2 separate regions of the Rattus norvegicus genome follow, and region 1 is linked to region 2. The links are chromatin contacts, called in public Hi-C maps. All regions are on one chromosome and are shown on one strand. Each heading gives the region's core, a stretch centred on a gene start, on an enhancer-like site or on the middle of the called end of the contact. The rest is flanking DNA. Distances are from core to core; before and after follow the strand shown. Region 1 holds the start of Tmem132a (transmembrane protein 132A). Region 2 overlaps Cd6 (Cd6 molecule).

Region 1 (6,793 bases), core at 301-2,800, 58 kb before region 2:
TGTCTTCCTCACTGCCCAGCAGGGGGAAGGGGAAGGAGATTTGAGACCTGAGGATAAGGGAGGAGGAAACGGTCTGGAGGCCTGTGCACCTATGTTCTGTTACAAGTGCCTTAACAGGAGTCAGTAGCACCCTCCAGTTGTCCCTTGCCACACTGAATATAGGAAAGTGTCCTATGGCTACTTTGTGTTCAGAGTGAGCTGTCCTTTGCAGAATCCCCACTCCAGCAAACAAAGCAAAGGCTGGGGCCCTGCTGTAGGGACTGTTAAATCTCCCTTGGGGATTTCAGGGACCTTGAAAAAGACAGGAGGACCTGCTGTCTTGCAGTTTTACTCCTGTCCACTCTGCCATCCAGGAGCAACCCTTGGTCAGTGTTGTGTCCCAGTGGCTGTGAAGGGCAAGGTCTTGCCCTGATCTGTTCTGCAGGGCTAGGAGGGAGCCTGGCACTTACCCCTCTTCACCAGGGCACTTGCTCACTCCTGGCCTTGGCCTTTATGGCCCTGGTGGAGGGAGGTGTCCTATGCCAGGTCCAGCACAAGATGTGAAGAATAAATCTATTCTTACTGATAAGGTTTGATGTGGAATCACGGCTGCAGTGATATATTTTTATCAGCGCTTGGTGGTTTTAAAAAAAGTGCATGCTATTTTATTATCTTCTGAATAAAATGTATTTACTCAAAGTCTCTGCTGCCAAACTTTCTTCTGTGGGGGCAGCCCAACTTTCTGGACTTCCAGCAGGAATCTGTTGGAAGGAAGGGAGGGCTCAGGAAGGCAGGGTGTGCCTGGTACCCCTCCCTCTTGGAGGGAGGCATGCACTCTCTTGTAAAACTTGTGGATCTGCAGCAGTGTTGGGACTAAAGTTGCCCCTTCCTGCAGCGCTAGCCTGGGGAACCTGGAAAAACTGGCTTTCCCTCCCAGACTCAGGAATTTACTGCAATAAGATTCTCACTGTGGCTCCAGGTGGTTCTGCTGTTTTGTGTAAGCCCAGGCATGTTTCTGTTTCCTTTTCCTCTTTAAGTTGCCATGGAGATGCCAAATCTTCTGGACTTAATCCCAACACTACCTGGGGGCAAGGCTAGGCGGACCGGGAGTCAGGACTCCCTCAGAAGGGTTGACCAGCCTGCACCCTTCACCCTTTGAGACTCTGGGATGGGTTTGGTAATGAAACACGCTTTCTTCACGGATGGCCGTAGGTTGCCATCTAGCCTGGTTCGGCCTCTCCTTTTCTGTCCCAGCAGCTCTGTTCTCTATGTTCCTGAATTCTAGATGCCTTCACAGCCGAGATGCTTGTAGGGAGGGCATGAAGCAGAGGAAACGTTTTTGTTTGTTTTCTTCCTTGATCATCAGCTTCCAAGTGGAATCCCAGAACTCACCATGTGCCTCCCGGGCAGAGGGCATCAATTTGCTTAGTCTCCAGGGATGCTGCCTTCTTCCGACCCTAGGCACGGGGGGCGCTCTGGGTTTGGGGATCCGCAGGGCACTAGGACCCGGCGGGGCGAAGGGGGACAGCCCATGTGCCTGCGTTCCCTCCCACCCCACTGCTCCCGCTCCATTGTCTGGGAACTGCAGCCGCGAGCCGGCGGCGCAGGAAACAGGCTGGCCGGAGCGGCGGGCGCGGGAGATGTGGGGCCAGATCGCAGCCACCTGAGCCGCGCGCCGGTTACCTGCCTTTGGTGGGAAGGAGTGCGCCTCGATGACGGAACGTGCGGCAGCGGCCCCTCGGGGGCCCTACGGTGCCTGGCTCTGCCTCCTGGTGGCTCTCGCCCTGGAAGTCGTGAGAGGTCAGAGGGAAGGGAGGGAAGGGGAGGGGCGACCTGGCCCTGCCCGGCCGAGGCCTTGCGCCAGTAATGCCCTCAAGCCTCTGGGCTCTGGAACTAAACCTAGAGCAATGCCCTGGAGAGGTCTAACCTTGGGAAACCGGCTCCCAGCCAACAGCCCTTTTGCCTTCTTCCCTATGCACTACCTGGATGCTCCTACCTGAGCCTAAGGTCTTCTCTTCCTCCCATCCTCACAAGCCCGGTCCCAACTCCTCTGCGAGCCAGCCCCATCTCCAGCTCCGACATCTAACCCTCCTGCCCTGCTTCCCCGTGCACTACCACTTCCTAACCTGCTGTTTCCCAGAAGCCTGCCAGTTAGTCACAGGAATGCAAAACAACCTGTTTGCCTGGGACCCGAGAGATACGCTTCTCTCTACCTGTTCCAAGGAGATCTCCAACCTTGGAGTCTTCTAGGAGAGTCCCAGCCTTGCCTTTATGAGCCCTCGTGGATGTACCCATCACTGGGTAAGGGGCAGCAGCTACCGCGTACCTGACATGAGCTTGGATTGGAAGGTGAAAGATACTATGGGAATTGGGAAATGGTGAAGTAGTCTCTACCCTTCTGCCCCCATTGAGGGCTGGACTCCCAGTGATGGGAGACCATGGGAATCCGTGGGAGTCAGGCTACTGAGCATCTTGTAATTATGGAAGCATTGAATTAGAAGGTGGACTGGAACCACCCTAAGGGCCAACAGTCACTCACTTGTTACCTTTAGGGATACTGGCGTGCAGGGGTGTGGGGGTGCTCCAGAGAAAAGCCCCACCGTCCCAGCTCAGCTGTGGAGCTGAGAGAGCTGGTTCTGGAACTTCTTTCAGGTCCCTGCTCCACACCCTGCAGAACCAGTGGGACTCCTAATAACCCCTCCACAGTGAGGGAAGGAGAGCTTTGTCATTCCAATCTCACTTCAACGTATGATCTACCAAACTTACAAAGCCCTCCCCTGCCCACCGGGTTATGAAATACTCCCACCCCTGTTCCAGTGAGGAAACCCGGGCTCCAAGATGCTAGTGACTGGCCCATCTTTCATGGAGTAGAGCTAGGACATAAAGTCAGATCTCTGCCCCCAGCTCCCAAACCTCTTCAGGGAGAGTGGAGGGAATTCCAGAATGAGTGAGACAGAGCCTGGAGTTGACATAATTCAGGAGAGGCAGCAGAGCCAGGCACATCGACTGTACTTGCGGTTCCAGGTACTCAGGAGAAATGGGAGGATAGTTCCCCATCTTCAAAAAGCAGTAGCGGCAAGGAGAGCTGGAACAGGGTCTCTAGCAAGGGGCTGAATGACCACAGAAGGCTTCCCTGAGGAGACAGAATGTGCTCTTGACCCTGAAGGAGGGTAGGGTACATACAGTGTGGAGCCCACGTGGCGTGCTGGTGTTGCATTGAATGGAAAGGCTGGGAAGCAAGTCGGTGAATTCCTTACTGGCCTCTCAGGTCCACTGCGAGGTGGAGAACCCTCATACATCATTTTCTAAATCCGTTAAGTGGAGTTTGTGGTAATAGAAGTTAATCCACAGAACTGTGTGAGACCGGAAAGAGTTAATACATGTAAAATTGAGTCAGTGTGGGATTAAGAGCTTGAAGAATTGTTACTCTTTGGGGATTATAGTACAAATCAATATAGCTGTAGTGGACCTTTGTGCTTTTTATGAACAAATATTCTAGCTCCTGATGGTTTGTGAGTGCCAGAACCCTCTTCATTCCTGAACCCTGAACCCCAGCTAGGACTAGGGCTTGATCCCCAGAAGGGATCAAGTTTGGAAATTTGGTGTAGGTGTACCATGACAGTAATTAGACTTGGAGGGGGTGACCAGCCATGTCCACCAAAGGACACAGACACAGCAAAAAGGGTCTCCATTTCTACAGAGCTCGACTGGGAACCATCTTTTACTGAGTAGTTCCCAGTGCAGGAGGAGTTCTGCCCTCCAAATGCCCTATCTGAGGCAGATAGGTTGTAGGGATAGGTGGAGGAGATGTTGAAAAGGCTCTGCTGGAGAGAGAGAGATAAGTTCTGTGTAAGTCATAAAGAAGGAATAACTGGGAAGTCTGATCCATGACTCTCAAATTCTGTCTACTTTTGTGAGGCTCTCAGTTCCTCAGTCACCTCATCCGTGAAATGGGATGACTCCCCTACATCTGGAAGATGGTACATTTGTAGTCCATTTTACCCTCTCCTCTCCATCCCCACCATGAGAATGAAGCCCAGTTCAACCTCTGTGAGTTCTGTAGCCATCCCATGTCTACCCTTGTTCCTCTCCAGTTGGCAGTAACCAAGATACCCTGGACCCCATCTACCTGCCAGTGGCCCTGGAACTCCTGGATGCCCCTGAACATTTTCGGGTGCAGCAGGTGGGCCACTACCCACCTGCCAACTCTTCTCTGGGCTCCCGCTCTGAGACCTTCCTGCTCATGCAGCCCTGGCCCAGGGCACAGCCACTTCTCCGGGCCTCCTACCCACCTTTTGCCACTCAGCAGGTAAGAATAGGGCCCAGGGACTCCCAGGCCAATGAGTCTCATGGCAGGGGCAGGGGCGGGGGTGTCTTCTCATTCTCCTATCTAAGCACCAACAAGGGATTGGGCACATTAGGGTGATGCAGATATACATAGCTTTTCCCGTTCTCTGCATAGGAAGACTGAGGCCTCTAATCTCCTGCTCACTGAGATTAGAAGCCTGAAATCCCCTTTTCCCAGACCTGACTATGGTGTCATCTGCCTCTCCACCCGGCTCTGCAGTTGAGCGTGCTTGTTCTTTCCCAGGTGGTCCCTCCTAGGGTCACTGAGCCCCACCGGCGACCTGTCCCTTGGGATGTGCGGGCTGTTTCCGTGGAAGCAGCGGTGACTCCAGCAGAGCCCTATGCCCGTGTCCTCTTCCACCTCAAAGGGCAGGATTGGCCACCAGGACCTGGCAGCTTGCCCTGTGCCCGACTACATGCCACACACCCTGCAGGCACTGCTCACCAAGCCTGCCGCTTCCAGGTGAGCACACTGCACCACGCAGGTGCGGTGCCAGGGTGGAAGGGAAAGGACTCTACTACAGTCTTGAGAGTCTAGGGCCATTGCCACCTGACTCTTTTGCTTCCTGATAGCCCTCAGAGAAGGTCTCCTGAGGATTTCAGCCCATGGCCCATGGCTTTGGACTCATGTCTCTGAGGCCCCAGTTCCCACCTCTAGGGAGCTGGAGAAGAAAGAAATGAGACAGAGGTTAGAGTCACTGGAACAGAGCCATTAATCTTTGTGAGTAGTGATGGAACTTTTGTGGGTTCTGTTTACACTACTGTGCAGTTGGACCCAAACACCCACTGGAGAGAACTGTTTCTTGCTCTTGATATTCCGAGTTCTAGACAAGTCCTGGGATGTGGTAAAGATCACCCCATTTTGCTCTGAGTCTGTTCAAGAAGAGTGACCTACAGAGTAGTCTGACACCTAGACCTGGTGAGGGGTCCCTAGTTTATGGAGGCACCCAGGAGACATCCTAGACATCCCTAGTTCTGCCTTTCATAGGTTTTTCCATCAATGGGAGCAAGACTCCTTCCCACCCTTCACAGGGCCAACCATAGCCTTTGCTTTCATTGTGTTTGCAGCCATCTCTGGGTGCCTGTGTAGTGGAACTGGAGTTCCCCTCTCAATGGTTCTCCCAAAGTGCCACCACAAGGGCAGAACTGGCCTACACTCTGGAGCCTGCAGGTGAGGGCCCTGGGGGCTGTGGCCCTGGCACGGAGGAGGAACCCAAGGAGCAGGCTCTTCCAGTGGGTAGTGTGGAGCTGCACCCTGAAGACCCCCCACAGTACCAGGAGGTCCCGCTGGATGAAGTAGTCACTTTACGTGCACCCGATGTGCCAGTGAGGCCTGGCCAGCTCTTCACTGCCACCCTTCTGCTTCGACACAATTTCACAGCCAGCCTTCTTACTCTGCGGTGAGTACTAGGCCCTTATGGGTGGAAGAGGTAATAGGGGCTTAAGTAGGAAGATAGCAGGTTTCTAGTTTTCCTGTGGTCTCACTGGAGCTCTGGGTCTCCACCAACCGTGAGTTCTGCATAAAAGTCCCAAGCAGAGAATTTGCGAGATACTGTGTTGGGCACAATCCAGAAGTAGAAAGCCTCTGTGGGATTTCATGTCCTGGGGTAGAGGAAGCAGGAGAGGCTTAGAGCCTGAGAAGTGTAGTGTCCAGTGCTGGGTTATGCTCAAAGATGATAAGATGGCTATCTGTCTGGGCTTGAGTATCCATAAGTTTCTTCTACTTGCTGCTCTACCTGAGGGGGGCCTTTGGACAAAACCCATTCTTTGCCATCAAAGACTCCATGCTGTAATCCTTTTCTACAGGAAGTTACTCCAAAGTATCCTCTCTCCTACCCAGTGAAGCTGGCAAGGATGTATAATGTAACTTCTCTACATCTGTAGGTCTGTGGGAGTTCCACTCCACATTCTTCCTATTTACCTCTCATACCTACTCAGTCTCCTCCACCCACTGAATCCACAGATCTTACAGTACAAGTCCTGAGTCTCCACACTGGTGTTGTTGCACAGAAGTGTGCAAGGCCCCGCCCCCATCTGTACCAAGGACTGGAGGAGAAAGCATGAACTAGATTAGACTTTGTGGGGGTGGGGACGCTCAGCTGAAGCTATGACGAACCTTGAGGACTTGGGCCAGAGTAAAGGGAAAATTATCTACCACTTCCAAGAAATAGTATTTAGGAAGAAAGGTAGACTAGGCTATGGGTGTAGCCTGGGCAAAGGCCTGGGGACATGCATATGAGCTGGGCTAGGATGGGATGACTCTTGGTGTGGCCCAAATCCAGAATGTATGAAGAGATGTCACTGCCCCTGCTGAGGCTGAGCCAGGGCCTGGAGGCTCTGGAACACCAGGCCTGGGCTTCAGCTTGTGGGCAGTAGAGAGTTAAAGGGCTTTGGGGGTGGGTAGAGGAAGGAGCATGATATGACCTGTCTTGAGTTGGGGGCCTTTTAGGAAGAATAGAAGGAAATT
Region 2 (6,592 bases), core at 2,053-4,552:
TATTTCTTATATACATTTCGAGTGTTATTCCCTTTCCCGGTTTCCGGTCAAACATCCCCCTCCCCCCTCCCCTTCCTTATGGGTGTTCCCCTCCCAACCCTCCCCCCATTGCCGCCCTCCCCCCAACAATCATGTTCACTGGGGGTTCAGTCTTAGCAGGACCCAGGGCTTCCCCTTCCACTGGTGCTCTTACTAGGCTATTCATTGCTACCTAAGAGGTCAGAGTCCAGGGTCAGTCCATGTATAGTCTTTAGGTAGTGGCTTAGTCCCTGGAAGCTCTGGTTGCTTGGCATTGTTGTACATATGGGGTCTCGAGCCCCTTCAAGCTCTTCCAGTTCTTTCTCTGATTCCTTCAACAGGGGTCCTATTCTCAGTTTCTATTTTTATTACACAAAAATTCATCGCTGCACAGAGGGCGGTATTGGAACATGAGCTGAACTGTATATAGATGGTGTACTCCTATCTAAGTACTAGGCAGGCCCCACCCTGCTTAGCTGTGAGATCAGACAAGGTCATAGGTGTGTAACTGTCTTGGCTACTTTGTGGGTTCTTCTTTCTTCCAGCCTTCTCCACCCTTTTTTTTCTTCCACCCCTTCCACCCTGTAACACTATATAGGAGAGAAAATGGATTGAGAGGAAAGGAAAGAGATCCCTGAATAAAGCCACGGGTTGGAAAGAAGGTGATGCTATCGTTAGACTACTTCCTGCTGATAAGAGGTACTGAGTTCCTTGGGGGCAAGTTTGATCTTTGCTGTCAGGATATCTAATTTCTTCTGCTGTTTCTTCTTTGCACATGACTACTTAACAAACCACAACCAACCAGAAAAACCAACAACCAACCAACTAACCAAAATCCACCCTGCCTCTCAGGGCCCTAGCATTTATTTAACCTCTGAAAAGTCCCTAAAATTCCAAATGTCGCACAATCACAGAAACTATCTGCAGCTGGCAAACTCCTGCCTCTGCTAGAGCATGAAGCAAATTGTAGACAGTTCGACGCGGCCCCATATCCCACCCCTATATTCTTATAATAGTTCTGTGTTTTTCAAAGATACCAAGACTAGATGGCTCAGTGATGAAGAGCACTGACTGCTCTTCCAGAGGTCCTGACTTCAATTCCCAGCAACCACATGGTGGCTCAGAACCATCTGTAATGGGATTTCATGCCATCTTCTGGTGTGTCTGAAGATAACATAAAATAAATAAATCTTAAGAAACAAAAACAAGAAGCTGAGTAACAGGTTCACATTTATTTTAAAAAAAAAAAAGAGTGCTCGTGGTATAGACAGTATGTATGATGTGTCATGGGACATGCTGTTCTAAACATTCACCCTGTGTTCTGAAGATGTGCTAGTGGACTACTTCAATCTAGTCTGTATACAACACACTACGACTACACACTACAGGGAGGCTGTCATATTGCTTCTCCCTGTCTTGTGTTCACAGTGAGCATCCCTTGCATGCATCACATGGAAACACCCCATAGGGACACACACACACACACACACACACACACACACACACTCGAAGATATGATTTCCAACATCTTGAGTTTTTGCAAGGACTCATCACCAGCCCTTTTCTGTGCTCTTTCTATGATAAATATAGGGACATCCTGTATATTTAGGGTACAATCTGCCTTCCCCACCCACTAGACATATCTGCGCATATGTATCTATCACATCAGGCGCTCAGAGTCAGTACCTTGAATGGGTTCTTCTTGTGATCATGCATCAGTCCTGTGACGTTTTTTATACCCATGAGGAACAGCACGTGAAGAGACTTGCCTGAGGTCACTCCACCGGAAGGGAAAACTGAGCATGTTAAAATAAATGCTGTTTTGAGACAGGGCCTCATGTAACCTAAGCTGGTCTCTAACTCAAGAAGTAGCTGAGTATGACCTTGAGCTTGTCATCCTCTTCCCCCTACCCGCTGAGTGCTAAGTATACAGGTGTGCACCACCACATCTGTTTGTGCGATGGTGGGGATGGAACCTCCCCGGGTGCTATGAATACCAGGCAAGGACTCTCCCAACTGAGCTACTGTCAGGTCTGAAAGAAACTGGGGACAAATGGCTAATTCAGGTACTATTAGCATACCAGAGTGACCTCCAGGCTCTCCCAGCACTGCAAGTACCTATTATGGAGTCCTTGCTGGCAACCTGCCTCCTCTCAGCTCTTCTCACCCTGCCCCCTGCCCTAAGCCTCTCCCAGTCATGGACTTCTCATTCCTATTTAACCCTGCTACAGTGGCCATGTGCTCTCCTGGCTCTCTGGGCTCCTGGTCCTCTGTCTCGGCCCTCTCTCCTTTTGCTCTTTCTTCTCTTCCTCTCTCACTCTCTCCTGCCCCTCCTCTCGTGGTCTGGTAGAGTCTACTGGCCATGCTTAGTCTAATACTTTCCCGAATGCTCTGCCTCATATCGACAGCAAGAACCTTCCCTCAGTCATACCTTGGAGTGGTCATGTCCTCGCTTTGCACAGATACAGCTCTAGCCCCAAGGCTTGTTTCAAATCCTCTCATATTTAATTCCAATCTGATATTCCTTCTGCTTTGCAACATCTGCTAGGACAGATGGTTTTCCCCCAACCAGATACCAAGACTCATCTAAGATCTCCCAGTGAGACGCTAGGAGGAGACCTGGACTTTTCTCTAACCTCTGTCGACTGAATCCTTAGTGAAGAGCAAAGGTGCAAGACAAAGGAACAGCCAGGAACGCTGGCTGCTGAGCTCGCGGGGAGGCAAAGCCTCCCTCCTGCTCCTTGGGAATTTTATTTCAAGTGTTCTTTATTCTCTGTGAAGTAGCTCTCATCTTACAGTCTGGTAGCTGCAAAGTAGGTGCAAGCTGAGCAGGTTTGGAGGCCAAAAAGGGAGTCTTTTCATATAAAGAAACTCCTGTTACCATGGCAACCGGAGCCCACATCTCCTCTCCAGGAACAGCGGATGCCATGTTTGCAGAGTCAGGGAAACCAGCAGCTAAGTTGTGCAAGACAGGCAGCTCTGAGATGATTAAGAGGAGAGGTGGGGAGGTGGGGAGGTGGCGGGGAGGGCATGTGGCCTTGGGGAGAGTGGGATTGTTCTTGTGCAGAGACAAAGGCTGAGAGGCTTCAAAATCACATGATGTCAAGGACGGAATATATAATTAATCGTCCTCTGCACTCTCAAATCCACTTGGGGTTGCACTAGAGAAGTGAGATCGGAGCCTCGGAGTGAAGAGTAATAGCAGTGGTGGCCATGTCCCAAGCCCTCAATATTTCCCATACATCACCCTCCAAAGCAAATCCGCGGGCACCGTGTATTGTGCCCAGTACCAGGTTATAGCCAGCCAGGCTTACTGACTTTGCCAGGTCATGTAGCTGGTAATTGTGGTAATTGTCAGTGATGGTTTAAATCACTGTTTGTCTCTCCCCAAGTCCCTTTTCTAAATCATGGAGAGAGAGAGAGAGAGAGAGAGAGAGAGAGAGAGAGAGAGAGAGAGAGAGAGAGAGAGAATGTCCTGAGAGCAGAAGAGACATGGATGAATTGCTGCCCTGGAAACGCCATGCTGCTTCTGTATCACTCCATTTCCGCTTATCTCCTTCACACCGCCCCAGCTCCCAGCATGAAGCTGAGTTCAGTAAATGTTAATGGGCTTGCTGTCCACATTGGCGAGCAGGAACAGGCTTGTTTCTCAGCACTGAGGAGAACCTGGCTCACTTATTCTCCCTGTCTTCCGTTGGGCCAGGGGACACCCAAAGCCTGTTGGACTGTGAGGATCCCACAGTAGAGGTTCTGAACTGCCCTTTTCATCTCCCTGGCCTCATTGGCAGAAAGGGAAGGGGACCCTTAGACTTCAGGGAAGCATGAACGATGCCAAGCCAGTGAACATCTTCTGCTGTGGAATATGGTGATCACAGTGCTTTTAAAAGCTGTGTTCTTGGGCTGGAGAAGTGAATCGGTGGGATAGGACAATCTTCTAAACATAGGTCCAAACAAAGGACTAAAACAGATCTATGTACTTGGTGGCCTTCAGGCTGTGAGCACTCCACACGCAGTGACAGTGGCCTAGCCTTGCAATGGGATGCCAAGTGTGTAAAGAGCTGTCCTGCCTGTACGTGGGTTCAGTCAGGAGCTTCAAGAGCTGGATTTCTCAGGTTCAAATCTTGCCCTCATTTCTGCCCAGCTGTAACAAGGTCCCTAGACCATTTGCCGAATACTGTGTCTGTGTACTTGATAGTGACACAGTTCTGATAAGGGGCTCATTCAGGAGAGCTCTTGGGAGGTCTCCAGTCCATTTTCCACACGAAACAGAGGAAGGACAGCTACGTCTATAAGAAACGCAGTGAGAGCTCAGTAGTTGATCTCTCTCGTTTTAGATTTTAATCTAAGTATCAAAGAATGTAAGGGGTGGAGAAGATTGAAATGGTCATCGACTCATTATACCAGTGAGAAAACAGGGGCCACACAGCAAGGTAATGGCAAGAACCAACCGAGATCCCCAACCTGCCAATGCTTAGCCTGATGATCCCCACAGTGCCTCCCGCTAGAGAATACTGACATTTCCAGGGAAAACACCCAGATCTTGCAATCGTAGGAGCTGTTTCTTCCCAGGAGGGAGTTGGCTTTGCTTCACCTGGCCATATGGTTTGCTCTAGCTTTATTTACAGGGTCACGTGAGCAGAATGCCTGGATAGCCGGCACACAAACTCATTTTACCAGTGCTGTGAGCCACCCGGTACACTTATCTGAGGGTGAGTGAGTGAGTGAGTGGGTGGGTGAATTCGTTTTTATTTTGATGTAGACTACCTGGACATTTTAGAAGAACACAAAGCAAGCAGAGAGAGAGAAACTCACCAAGGAGAATGTGTTTTCTTTTTCTGAGGATCTTTCCTCACTGGCAAAGACTGAGCTCCATCTTTTTCTATCCTCTCAGCATCCCTTTTGGGTGAGGCTCTGCCCAGTGAACGCAGCCAGCAAAAAGGATCAGGATGCTGCCCGTGTGTAGCTTACAGAGCAGGGCTGTGCCGGCCAGGCTTTCTGTGGCTGTGGCACACACATTTGAAGATGAATTAAGGGAGCAGAGATTGGTCTGGGCTTACAGTTTCAGGGGTGTTGATCCTTCATGTCAGGGAGCACTTGGAAGGGCAGAGCCGTTCACCACATGGTGGTCAGGGAAGAGAGAGAGAGAGAGAGAGAGAGAGAGAGAGAGAGAGAGAGAGAGAGAGAGAGCATATAGTTGCTCTCACTGGCTTGTTCTTCTTTCCCATTCTATTCTATGCAGAATCTCAGGTGCCCAGCCGATGGGATGAGGCCACCCACATTCAGGAGAGGTCCCTTAGGTCCCTTCCCTTAGTGAATCCTCTTGGGAAATGTCCTCAGACATACCTAAAAAAATCGCCATCTTTAATTACTTTTTTATTTATTTTGTGTGTGTGTGGTTGGGATGGTCAGAGGACAACTTGCAGGCATCTGTTCTCTCCCATCATATGGACCCCAGGTACCAAACTCAGGTTGAAAGCCTTGGAAGCCAGTACCTTTATCTGATTTCCTAACTTTCTAGATGCTTCTCTATCTGGTCAACATTAACCTTCACAGGAGGGACCGATGCCATTATCAGCTCACGACCAAAATAACTATGTCATTCTCTCGGCTCCGTCCACAAAGAAAAGCTCCAGCTGCCATTAGTGAGCATGACAGAAGATTGATCCTGAACCCTTCGGGGTCTCTGGAAGGTCTCCACAAGCTAGAACCGGGCCAGGGGCTAGCAAGGTCTGGGGAAGAATGGAAATCTGTGAACTGGCCTTCAGCCACTTGCTGTTCTATTGCAAACCCCCACCCTATCATTAAAAACCCTTTATAAATAGTTTATGACAAGTATTTTTAATGTGCTGTGTGTTTCTAGCCAGTCCCCCAGTGGCTTTCAGAGAATTTAGCTGTCTTCAGTGTGTGTGTGTGTGTGTGTGTGTGTGTGTGTGTGTGTGTGTGTGTGTATTTTGGTGTGCTTTGGTTTTAGTGTGATGAAAAACAGCCTGTTTTTATCTGTAATGACAACACATATGGGAGCACTCTGTCCCCATTACAGGCCCTGGGTGACTAAATGCCATACTGATTCATCTTTACCACAAGCCTATAACATAGTGAGACTAAGGTAAGCTTGTAAAGGGGTCACCTGAGTCTCAGAGGGGGTCGGTGACCTGCCCCAGTAGCTGAAAGGACACTCCAACCACTAGTCCCAATTACAGACTCCGATTTCCATGGCGAATTGCATCCAGAAGTCCCCCCGCCTTTTCTTTTGTCCTCTAGCCCCCACTCCCTTCAACCCAACAAAAGGCCTTGCACAATTCAGGCAGGCTCTGGCTCCGAGCTCCCACTCGAGCCCTCAAGACTACTTCTGCAGGTTAAGTGCCCAGAAGCAAAAGTGTAGGTAGCTGCTGGCTTGGCTTGCTGCTGTCCTGGGTGCTTACAAACACTTTCCAGTGTTTCTAACCATGTTTCCAGCAGTGACACATGGCACACTTCCCACAAGGTTCTTTCTGTAAATCCAATCTCATATCACAGCCCCCGCTCCAACTCTTACCCTGCCTCCTCCCCAGCATGAAACCTTCAACTTTATTCC

The links. Hi-C and Micro-C count contacts between places; a contact is called where the count stands out from the background.
Region 1: a Hi-C map of prefrontal cortex shows a contact between it and region 2, with 2.6 times the contacts expected there. The contact joins the promoter of Tmem132a here to the enhancer-like site in region 2. A contact is called at or near these places in 2 of 12 Hi-C or Micro-C datasets (frontal cortex and prefrontal cortex).

Annotation. Positions count from the first base shown.
Region 1 is chr1:216,938,401-216,945,193 of GRCr8, reverse strand. Tmem132a (transmembrane protein 132A) reads left to right here and starts at 1,550. Exons shown (of 11, transcript NM_001415950.1): 1 at 1,550-1,779; 2 at 4,074-4,288; 3 at 4,571-4,789; 4 at 5,395-5,726. The coding sequence starts at 1,692. Tmem109 (transmembrane protein 109) reads left to right here. Exons shown (of 4, transcript NM_001007736.1): 4 at 1-678.
Region 2 is chr1:216,882,116-216,888,707 of GRCr8, reverse strand. All of the region lies in intron 1 of Cd6 (Cd6 molecule), which reads left to right. Among named protein-coding and RNA genes, the nearest start is that of Cd6, 21 kb to the left of the region's middle. Within about 2 kb of position 3,302, at least 42 of the 93 cell types and tissues checked have an H3K27ac peak or open chromatin away from gene starts, as enhancers often do. A contact at or near this core is called in prefrontal cortex, where this site is marked.